3 separate regions of the Mus musculus genome follow, and all the other regions are linked to region 1. Evidence: chromatin contacts called from public promoter capture Hi-C data. All regions are on one chromosome and are shown on one strand. Each heading gives the region's core, a stretch centred on a gene start, on an enhancer-like site or on the middle of the called end of the contact. The rest is flanking DNA. Distances are from core to core; before and after follow the strand shown.

Region 1 (3,377 bases), core at 628-3,127:
GAAGAGAGGGGGAGCAGGAGCAAGAGGGCAGAGCAAGAGAGCAAGAGCGACATAAATGCTTCGAGAGAGCCCTTTTAGGGCTGGACAGATGGCTTACCTGTTAAAAGCAGACCAGAAAGAATTAGATTCCCACCACTTAGATTAGGTGGATCACAAGTGCCTGTGACTTCAGCCCACGGGGAGTGGCACGCGCACGCGCACACACAGACACACACACACACACACACACACACACACACACACACACACACGCACGCACACTCGCACGTGCACACACGCACACGGACGCACAGATTTAAAACTCACATATATACATGATTAGAGTTTGTATACTGTGGCCATTAATACCTGGCAGATAGTTGCTATTTGCTGAAGAAAAGAACTTGAATTGATGAAGGTGCAAAAAGTTAGGTAGAAGGTACTGTGTTTGCAAGGCAAAAAGGAGAGAATTGGATGAAGAGTGAGAAGCCAGGGAGAAGGCAAAGAATCACCAAAACCAGCTAAATCCTGAAAGAAGCTACAGTAGGCAGTGTCAGCTCCTGCAGAGGAGTGGAGCTAGCTGAGAAAGGATTCCAAAACACTGAGAAAATTTTCCATAAAGTTGGATAGTCTTCAACTGGGGTCTTATTTCAGAACAGGCAGCACTGTTGGAAGCTAGAGATTGGAGCGATTGAGGGGTAGGAAGATTGGTGATATAAAATATTTGGGGATTAGGTTTGGTGGTCACAACTTTAATCCCAGAGCAAGAGAGGTAGAAGGAGGCAGATCTCTGAGTTCAAGGACAGCCAGGGCTATGAAGAGGCAGCAAGTTGCATCTTTACCTGCCTAGCCTGAGAACCTGTATTCCATAGCAGTCTCTCTCTCTTTTTTTTTTTTTTTTTTTTTTTTTTTTTGTTTTGTTTTTCGAGACAGGGTTTCTCTGTGTAGCCCTGGCTGTCCTGGACCTCACTTTGTAGACCAGGCTGGCCTCGAACTCAGAAATCCGCCTGCCTCTGCCTCCCCAGTGCTGGGATTAAAGGCGTGCGCCACCACGCCCGGCCCCCATAGCAGTCTCTTAGCAGAAGGAGATAACTGACTCCTGTGGTTGTCTTCCAGCCCCCACAGGAGCACCTGGAATGCTCCCCCACCCCACCCCCCGTGTAATTTAAGATGTTTGGGGATGCAGAAAATATTTAAGTCAGACGAAGGTACCATCCCGGCACTGAAGGGTTTTTGATACGGGACAGATGAGTAAATGAAAGCAGTTGCTAAAGGCTCAGATCAGCGTTGCCAGCATGTAGTAGCCCAGATCTCCTAATCCCAGAATTGAAAGGAAAATCGGAAGTCATTAATAGTCATTACTACCCCTTCTGTTCGATTTTCTAGAAAATCATGTGCCTTGCTTAGGGAGATGGGGCAAAGGTATAAAGTAATACAGCCATTGTCCCAAGATATTCAAATAAAGTAGGACTGCGTGGCTGTATAACACAACGGATTTTAAAAAGTGGTTTCAAGTCAGTTCGGAGGTTATCTGGCCAAGTCAGCTTGGCTTCCTTGCTTGTAAAATCGAATATACCCTACTGATTTGTTGTGATTTGTTGTTTCTAGCTACTGACTTTCAACCATATGCCATATCTACAGGTTTTTCCTTTAAAAGTAAAGAAAGTTCTATGAATTCCGAGGACGATTACTTAAGGAGTCCCTCAACTTTAATCATGCACATAGCCCCCCAGGCAGGGCAAGCGGCGCGGCTGTGTATGCGCGCAGTCCTGAAGGGGTGGCCGGTGGCCGCTAGGGGGCGCCGCGAAATCGCAGCAGCTGTTCCTCCGGTCTGAGGAAGACTACTGTGCAAACCCAAGAACGGCGCAGGCTCCATACGCATGCGCGGTCTGTCCTTGACAGCCAACATGGCGCCGGTGGAGCACGTTGTGGCTGATGCCGGAGCTTTCTTGAGGGACGCGCCTCTGCAGGTACTGGGGATCCCGCCGCGGGGCCTGGGCTTGAGGCCCTCCAGGGATGCGTGTGGGGTCAGGCGAGCGGGATAACTGGGCCGGTCTGTCCCCAGGACATCGGGAAGAACATCTACACCATCCGGGAGGTGGTGCGAGAGATTCGCGACAAGGCCACGCGCAGGCGGCTGGCAGTGCTGCCCTACCAGCTTCGGTTCAAGGAGCCTCTCCCAGAGTACGTGCGGCTGGGTGAGTGAGTGCCCCGGCCCAGCCTTGTGGCAGACAGACCCGCCCCGATCGGTAGCAGGCAGCGTTTGTTTTAGAGACAGTCGGTTCAGCCTGGCTTTAATAGTGCCAGCCGTGCGCTCCACGGTGTATCACAGGCTTTAAGCTTTATCGTGAAAATAGTAATAATATCTGCCTCCCCTCCGCGAGGACTGAAGACCATGCGGATATACCTCTTGGAGAAGTGTCTAGCAAATTGGACACATGAGGTAAAGTTGTGTAGACTCCTAAGACTCAGTGCGAGAGCGCTCTACAAGTATACAGAAGGCTCTGGGTGAATTACAAATAGAGAACCTAGATCTGTGGTCCTGTGTGTAGGGTGATTATAGTTTCCAGTGGAGGCAACCTCAACTCAGAAAAAGGCATGCAGGCTGGGCGTGGTGGCGCACACCTTTAACTCCAGCACTTGGGAAGCAGAGGCAGGCGGATTTCTTCTGAGTTTGAGGCCAGCCTGGTCTACAGAGTGAGTTCCAGGACAGCAAGGGCTACACAGAGAAACCCTGTCTCGAAAATAACAAAAATAAATAAAGAAAGAAAAGAAAAAGGCACACGATATAGACAGTGGTGCAGTCTTCGTCCCGGGGAGATAGGTTTCAGGGTCATGGGTCCCAGGCCAGCCTGAGCTAGGTAGTGAGACTGTCATATTAAAAATAAAAGGGGATTGGGCCCAGTGTGATGTCACATGTTTTTAGTCCAAGCCCTCTGAAGTCAGAGGTTCCAAGCAAGCCAGGGCTATATATGTAGTGAGATCTCATCTCAAAAATAACAAATTTTAAAAAGGAAAGGGGATGTGTTTAGGGCTTGCATTAGTTCTGAAAAAAAAAAAAAATAGCTGCCTAGGGGTCATCGTCCTCTTCAGGAATCCAGGTTAGTAGGGAGTGGAGGCGTCACTGAGGCAGATGGTGGTCAGGGCTCTACCTGCTCTGCAGTGGTTTCTGTAGCTTTTCCCTCCGACTTGATAGTTACAGGGTCTCTGTCAAGTGGCTTCAACTTTCCAAAATACTAGTAGTACCTCATAGGATACGGTTGGGAGGAAATGGGTCAACATATAATCTACATGCTAACAAAGCACTCACATGCATTTAAAAAAAAGGGTTTTTGTTTTGTTTTGTTTTTGTTTTTGTTTTTGTTTTTTTGAGACAGGGTTTCTCTGTGTAGCCCTGG
Region 2 (3,377 bases), core at 276-2,775, 2.8 Mb before region 1:
GCAGTGGGTACCTTTTTTAATCATCTTGTTTGTCACAACTACTTACGAGTCCCACGTGAGTAGAGATTTACTGTCACAAACAGCAACATCATTTAACAGTTAGAAACTGTATTTAGAAAAGCTCTTAGGGGGAGGCAAAAGCAGGGCATTTCTGCACGCACAAAAACTCTACGTAAGAGCAAACAGAAAATTTACTACAATGAGCTCATCTGTCTTGATCCACGCTGTGCTTACTGGGAACCGCAGCTACATTTAGACCTCCAATACATTCTATTTTGGGGGGAAAAAAAAAGTCTACTTTTAGTCATTAACTTCACATACTAATTAGTGGCTGTGGTTAAGCTGTGAAATCTTACCGAAATTAAGTGGATAATTGCCTTCACTTGCAAACAACTAAAAGGATTCAAACGCTCCAAGGTTCCTGACTGTACTTGAGCCTTGCTGCCAACTCATTCTTAATATTACCGCCCCCTTATCCATTCCACTCCAGCCACACAAGCCTGCTGTTCACTGAAGACCCAGGCCACACCACGTTGGAACACTTTGCTCAATACTAAGAGGCAAGCTCTACCTGGGCTTTACTCCCCCAAGTATCTATCTAGCTAATCCCCTCAGCTCCTCCTGGTATTTGCTGGAAGGCACTTTACTCTGTGAAGCCTATCCTAACACACTTATTTTGAAATTGCATCTCGGGCTCCCCATGGCCCTTACCTCACTTTCTCCCACGGCATTCATGTTTATCACTTATTTCTTTTCCCCTGTGTTCTGTTTGTGACTTGTCGTTCTCAACTTCCTCAAACCAGAATGTAAGCTCCGCACTTCTGCAGGACAGTTATCTTTTATTTTGCTCACTTACATGCCACCCCAAAAGGTTCCAACAGTGGCTGGTGGGCACTTAAGTACACTAACATTAACTGGATAAATGGACGAATATTACACTTAGCCCAAAAGACAAAGCTCTGAACAGAATAATGCATTTCAATTTCACCCTAGCATTTCAATGTACGACTTAAAAACAAAAAAAATTTCAATTAAATGCATAAAATTTTTTTTCAACTAAATGCATGCCGTTTCCAAAGTGCATGTGAGGCTGATGAGTATCAACTGTATTATTTTGCAGGCTCCAAGTGGAAGACAGGAAGCTTCCTGTCCAAAGCCACAAGGAAATGATTATAAAATTTGTAAGTCCAACACCAAAGCCTTTAAGTTCTCAACAGCTGTCAGGTCTAAGTGAGCATAGGGAGTGTTAGCAATGGTCCCGCCAACTTTTCCTAGGAAATAAAAACACTGGGGCATGTGCAGTGCTCACACTGGGTCCTGGGACAGCCACCTCTCAAACACTCATTTGAGCAGCCCCGCCCCTTGCCCGCAGCGAACCGTCCGGGAACTGTCACTCACCGAGAAGCCGGGTCCGCATTCCTTCAGCCCACGCCCACCAGAGCCCCTCGAGCAGGAGCAGAGTAGCACCGCACACGCGGTCCTCACTCTAACGAGCCACCTGCCACTTCCGCTCCCGGGAACAGCTTCCGGGGGTGGCGTCTCCTCTGCGTACTTGGCAACCGGGTCGCGGACAAAGAGGAGGGAGCGCCTGGAAGACCGCCCGGACCTGCGCACGCGCAACTGGAGCCAGATCCTCCTCCAGACCACGCCCCCACCGGCTGCGAGGCTCTGACAGCCACACTGCACAGGCGCCTTCCGGGAGGCCTATCGTCACGCGCATCGACGTCACTCGGGAGGGTGGCAACTCCTGGAGCTGAGCTCTGGTGCGGAGAAACTTGTCCGTCTCAGCGGGTCGCCATGGCAACGGAACTGGGCTTTGGTACCCGAAGGTTTACCCTGGATAGATAGATGCTAGTTCCTAGGAGAGACTGCATTAAAATTGAAGCTCAATGGATAACTTGAGTGCAAAACCAAATTAAAGAAACGGAAGTATCATCACTTGGTGTGTTTACATATTAATAAACCAAGGAAAAAGAAAACCACCCGGTGTAGTGCCACAAGCCTTTGATCCCAGCTCTCATGAGCCAGAGGGAAACAGATCTCTGAGTTCTAAGTCACTCTGGTCTACATAGAGAGTTCCATGTCAGCCAGGGATACCAGAGGATGGACTCTCAGGCCTGGGACTCTCTAGTTAGGTTAGACTGTCCAGCTAGTCACTGGTATCCACCTGTCTCCACCTCCCCAGCTGTGGGGTAGCCACAGCTGCTGTGCGTTTATAAGTGTAACAGCCATCCTTTTTAGAGGAAAGCGCTTCACAGCACTTCCCTCATCCTCTCGCTCTCCCACTCTTTTCACCCACTCTTCTGCACTCCCCTTCCCTGAGCAGGTGTTATGTAGATGGCCTGTCTATGGCTGAGCTGTCAGTCACTTCTCAGAACTTTGACAGAGATGAGGGAAGAGCACCGTATTCAGAAGGCAGTTTGGCAACTTGACCATTTAGAGAAAAAAAAAAAAATCAGTGGACTCTCCCTTAGAGCCCACGATTTGTTAGTTATGGGTTTGGGCCATAACTAATACAAGGCATGAATTCCTCTTGTGGAGCAGGCAAATACCTACTGAATATTTTAGAAAAGCTCCCTTAAGTTCCTTCCTAGTCTTCCACCCTCAAGAAGCAGCTATCACTGTATTTCCCATCACCCTAATTTAGATGATCTGGTCTAGAATTTCACATAATTCAATCATTACACTTTGACTCTTCTCAGCCTCTCCCTGTTCAATTTATTATTTAAAATGTTTTCATCTGTATTGTCTTGTGTCTTTAAAATTTATATTGCAAGGGGTTTGTCATTCTGTGGGTTGACTTTAATCAGTTCTTCTACTGAAGGCTGACTGTTTAGTTTCTAGACTGGTGATATTACGAATGGACCTGTTTGGGGACTTTCTAATATGTTGTTGTAAGCATATGTTTTCATTATTCTTGTGTGACTTAGATGTGGAGGAACTGAGTCATCCAGCAGGCATAGCGACCAAGAGGAGAGAATAATCGCAGCTGCTGTGTGTGTAACTTCTTAAATCTTCCCCAGAGTTCTGAGTGTGTGTAACTTCTTAAGACTTCCCCAGATTTCTGAAGTGTTCCACCGTTTTGTAGTCCTACCCATAATGCAACTTTTTGGCATTGTCTTTTCATTTTAGCCGTTGGAGAGACTCTGTTGCTTTCTAAATGGGATTCTTTGAGACTTTCATACATATGTACAATATGTTTTGATCACCCTCCTCCTCTTCCAACTCCCCCCTCCCCATTTCATACAATGTTCTTTACTTTCTTTTTTTTGTAGCTCACTGATTCCAATTAGAGCAGATAGTATGTGCATAGGACCATCCACTAGAGCATGGGTGACCTACAAGGTGCCACCTTCCTGATAATAAATATTAGTTTA
Region 3 (3,377 bases), core at 223-2,722, 2.1 Mb after region 1:
GAGCCTAAGTCCCCGCACAATGCAAGACGCAAATCTGGAGACCTAGGGGCTTGGGGGCGGGTCCTCTGCGGGCCGCTAGCCTGGCGTGCGGGCGCGCGAACACACACACACACACACACACACACACACACACACACACACACACACACACACTCACCGATTTTGGCTAAGCTGGCCACCAGGATCCACAGGGCCACCAGGTAGGGCGCCTCCACCTCGTGCCACTGCCAGCGGAAGAGCGCCAAGCCTGGAGGAGGCTCACCCAACGGCCCGGACTCCTGGGTGGGTTCTTCTGTGGCCCCCGCCCCCGCCAGGGGCAACCCGGGCAGAAGAAGCAGTGCGGCGCTCAGCATCTTGCTGTCCTCCGGGCACTGCACGGCCGCCGGCCCCGCGTCGCTGCCGCCGCCGCCGCCGCCGCTGCCGCCGCCTACCCGGCGCCCCCGCGTCACAGGCACGTGGGGCTCACTCCCCCCAATCCGAGCTCCGATACCCCCAGGCCAGGTCCGGACCCCGAGACCCTGCCCAGGATCCTAGCAGTTAGGATCCCCTCCTCCATCTCTTCTAGGTTAATCTCATCTCCGGAAATTCCCCAGCATAACCCTCCTAACCCCTCGAGTCCTGAAACCCACTCTTTCGAGTGTGCTCTCCTAAACCGCCTCTCCTCCGGATTCAGAAAGGTGACCAGCCACCGCGTCCCGGAGCACCAAGAAGGACGGGGGTCTCGGGAAGCAGAGACAAGCGCAGCTACTGCAGAACACCGCCCAGCAGCGGGCCACCCGTCCCAGGTGCTCAGGCTGCGGGTCCCAGTGCTAAGCTGAGAAAACCGCAGGGGGCGGTGCGCTGCCGCCTTCCAGCACGATCTCCAAAACCTGGGACCCCCCTACCGGACCACAGCTGCGCACGCGCACTGGGCACACCCAGAAAGCCTAATGGACAACGGTGCTCTCAACGTACCCAGAAACCTCAAGGCCGGGACGGACCCGGCTCTTTCCAGGCTGAAAAGCTGGCTATTCCTCATCTCTCCAGAGCCCAGAGGCGCCGCCTTCCCTTTCCTTCAAACTACAGGGAACTGTTTGCCTATTCCATGGATCTGAGAGGACCTTATGGAATTCCCTTTAAATTAGGAACAACTTGGGGCATTTGACTCATCTCGCCCCAAACCGAAGAATGTCTCCACTTTTCATTCATCACCCAAGCCGAAAAAACATGTGCTACCTGCCTCCTCACAGTGACTCATCCCATTCTTTTTCGAGAAAGAGCACCCGTCCTCTTTTTTTTTGCCCCCACAGCTAAAGGGGACTGAATCCACCTCTTCTTTCAAATATAAAATCTATTTCCACTTCTTATTCCACATTGAAAGAGATTCTTCTTACTGCTTTCCCCAAATGAGAGAAATGCTTTCATTTGTCTTTCAAGCTAGCAATTAGTCCCATCTCGTCCCTTGAGAGTGGCCCAGCTACCCAGATTATCCGAAGAGATTTACCCCCCCCCCCCCATCTGCCCTAAAAATCCTTACAAAGATCCGCTGCAGCCTCGCCCATACCAAATCTAAAGAAAGTCTCCCCGCCCTCTGCTCTGAGGCGGAGCGGGAGCTCGGGTTTTCCCGCCCTCCTAGCAATGGAACTAACGGGATCACCAGCTCTCTGAGTGGCTGGCCCAAGCGCCGCCTCCGGCGGTGGTTAACCCCGAGCGCGCGCTCGCCGCTCAGTCTTGGCTCCACCCCCTTCCTTGGTCCTACCTTCATCTGGCTCCGCCCCTCGAGCCGCGAGCGTCCGGCCCAGCCTGGCCCGGCCCTAACAGCAAAGTTTAGTCGAGTTGAAGTTGCAGCATTTGCAGGGGACACAAGAGGCGTCCAGCGGTAGCCGGTGGCAGAGCCATGGCGGGCGAGGAAGAGCGCGGGGATGGGGACCCAGTATCCGTGGTAACTGTGAGAGTGCAGTACCTGGAAGACACCGACCCTTTCGCTTGTGCCAACTTCCCGGAACCACGCCGGGCCCCCACCTGCAGCCTGGACGGGGCTCTGCCCCTGAGTGCGCAGATCCCTGCTCTGCACCGACTCCTGGGGGCGCCTCTTAAGGTGAGGGGCGCTGCGGAGGTTGAGGTGGGCGGTGGACAGACAGTGCTTCTAGGAGAGAGATCGTCACGGGCGGGTGCTCGCCTCCAGAAAAGTCTCCGGCCGGGGTCCTAAGGTCTATGCTCCTCTGCCTACAGGGGGAGACTCAAGTTGAGGGGACAGTATAGAAGCCAAATGAGAGTTTGTGATTTGTTCCACTCGGGCTTCCCTTGAAAGTTAGGCCCTCCTGAAGAGGTGCTTGGAGTCCCCTCGCTGCCTCTTTGCCAGGGTTGCTGCTGTGGTTGTAGCGGATTGGGGAAGTGGAGTTGGGAAGGGACAGACTTCCACCTGCTCCAGGTAGTCGGGGGCGGGGCCCCAAAGAGGGGCGGGTTTAGGGAGCAATCATAGAAGGGATCGAGGCTACCGGCTGGGTTGGGTCCTTGGAATACAGTCTCTCCAGCGCTGTTGAAGACTGGAGTCCCAGCCAGGATGAGAGGAGTCCCTTGGAAGCGGCCGTGCGCTCATGGGAGGCTGCCCGGGTGGGAAAGCCCTTTGCGTCACCGCCCCCATGGTCCCTTAGGCCCGCCGCTGGTGGCCTACGCCTGGAAGGGAGGGGGTGGATCAGTCTAATTTTAAACCGCTGGCCTACCCTAGTTGCCGACGTTCCTAGGCCGACTTTGCTCAGTTAGAGAGGCATTTTTCCGTATGTCCAGCAGGACCACCCCTCCCCTCCTGCTGGCCTCCCCTCCACCTCCCCGCAGGCATCCCTTTCCGGCTTGCTTTTTCCGGGCCAGGACTCCCAGAGGCATACACACTACCACCCCCCAGGGTTCCTGACCTGCGGGTTAGCTGGGAGCTGTGAGGGAGATGGGAGGGAGTTGATGGGGTGCCACAATTGGGCGCGGGGTTGCGTAAACATGGCCCTTAGCCCCGGGGTCTCCCCTGGAATGTGCCCTAGGCTCCAGGCCTCTAAACTGCATTCCTCGCGTTGCAGCCAGCCCTGCCTCCAAGTGCAGTCAGGAGGGGGTCGGCGAAACTTGGCCTGGGGAGTGGCCAGTGGCCAGGCAGAGCCCCAGCTCTTTAAGACCACAGCTGGAAGAATGCAGCATACTGCCCACCTCCAGAGTTTTCTGCGTAGTCTACTTTGTGTTCTTCTACTGCTCTGTTCAGAGGGGTCTGGAGGAAGCTTGCCCAGTCTGAGGTCACCTGGCATTTAGTATACGGACTACAGAGAAAAGGGTGCAGAATTGCAACTGTTTAGACAGACCAGGGAGAAAGGGGTGTGGAACTGAGTCCACTTACCCGCAATACTAATGAAAATCCG

The links. Promoter capture Hi-C pulls out the DNA fragments that hold promoters and counts their contacts.
Region 2: a promoter capture Hi-C map of pre-B cells shows a contact between it and region 1, with 4 times the contacts expected there. The contact joins the promoter of Cmtr2 here to the promoter of Nob1 in region 1. A contact is called at or near these places in 1 of 39 promoter capture datasets (pre-B cells) and 1 of 115 datasets of contacts at active chromatin or transcription factors (astrocytes).
Region 3: a promoter capture Hi-C map of liver shows a contact between it and region 1, with 2.7 times the contacts expected there. The contact joins the promoter of Slc9a5 here to the promoter of Nob1 in region 1. A contact is called at or near these places in 3 of 39 promoter capture datasets (hippocampal neurons, liver and pre-B cells).

Annotation. Positions count from the first base shown.
Region 1 is chr8:107,423,538-107,426,914 of GRCm38.p6, reverse strand. It overlaps Nob1 (NIN1/RPN12 binding protein 1 homolog), which reads left to right and starts at 1,877. Exons shown (of 9, transcript NM_026277.3): 1 at 1,877-1,949; 2 at 2,045-2,177. The coding sequence starts at 1,887.
Region 2 is chr8:110,216,108-110,219,484 of GRCm38.p6, reverse strand. Cmtr2 (cap methyltransferase 2) reads right to left here and starts at 1,525. Exons shown (of 2, transcript NM_146215.4): 1 at 1,399-1,525.
Region 3 is chr8:105,346,353-105,349,729 of GRCm38.p6, reverse strand. It overlaps Slc9a5 (solute carrier family 9 (sodium/hydrogen exchanger), member 5), which reads right to left and starts at 1,472. Exons shown (of 16, transcript NM_001081332.1): 1 at 158-1,472. The coding sequence starts at 353. It overlaps Fhod1 (formin homology 2 domain containing 1), which reads left to right and starts at 1,760. Exons shown (of 22, transcript NM_177699.4): 1 at 1,760-2,077. The coding sequence starts at 1,877. It overlaps Gm46049 (a long non-coding RNA gene), which reads right to left. Exons shown (of 4, transcript XR_003947441.1): 2 at 3,356-3,377; 3 at 2,892-3,278; 4 at 2,074-2,655.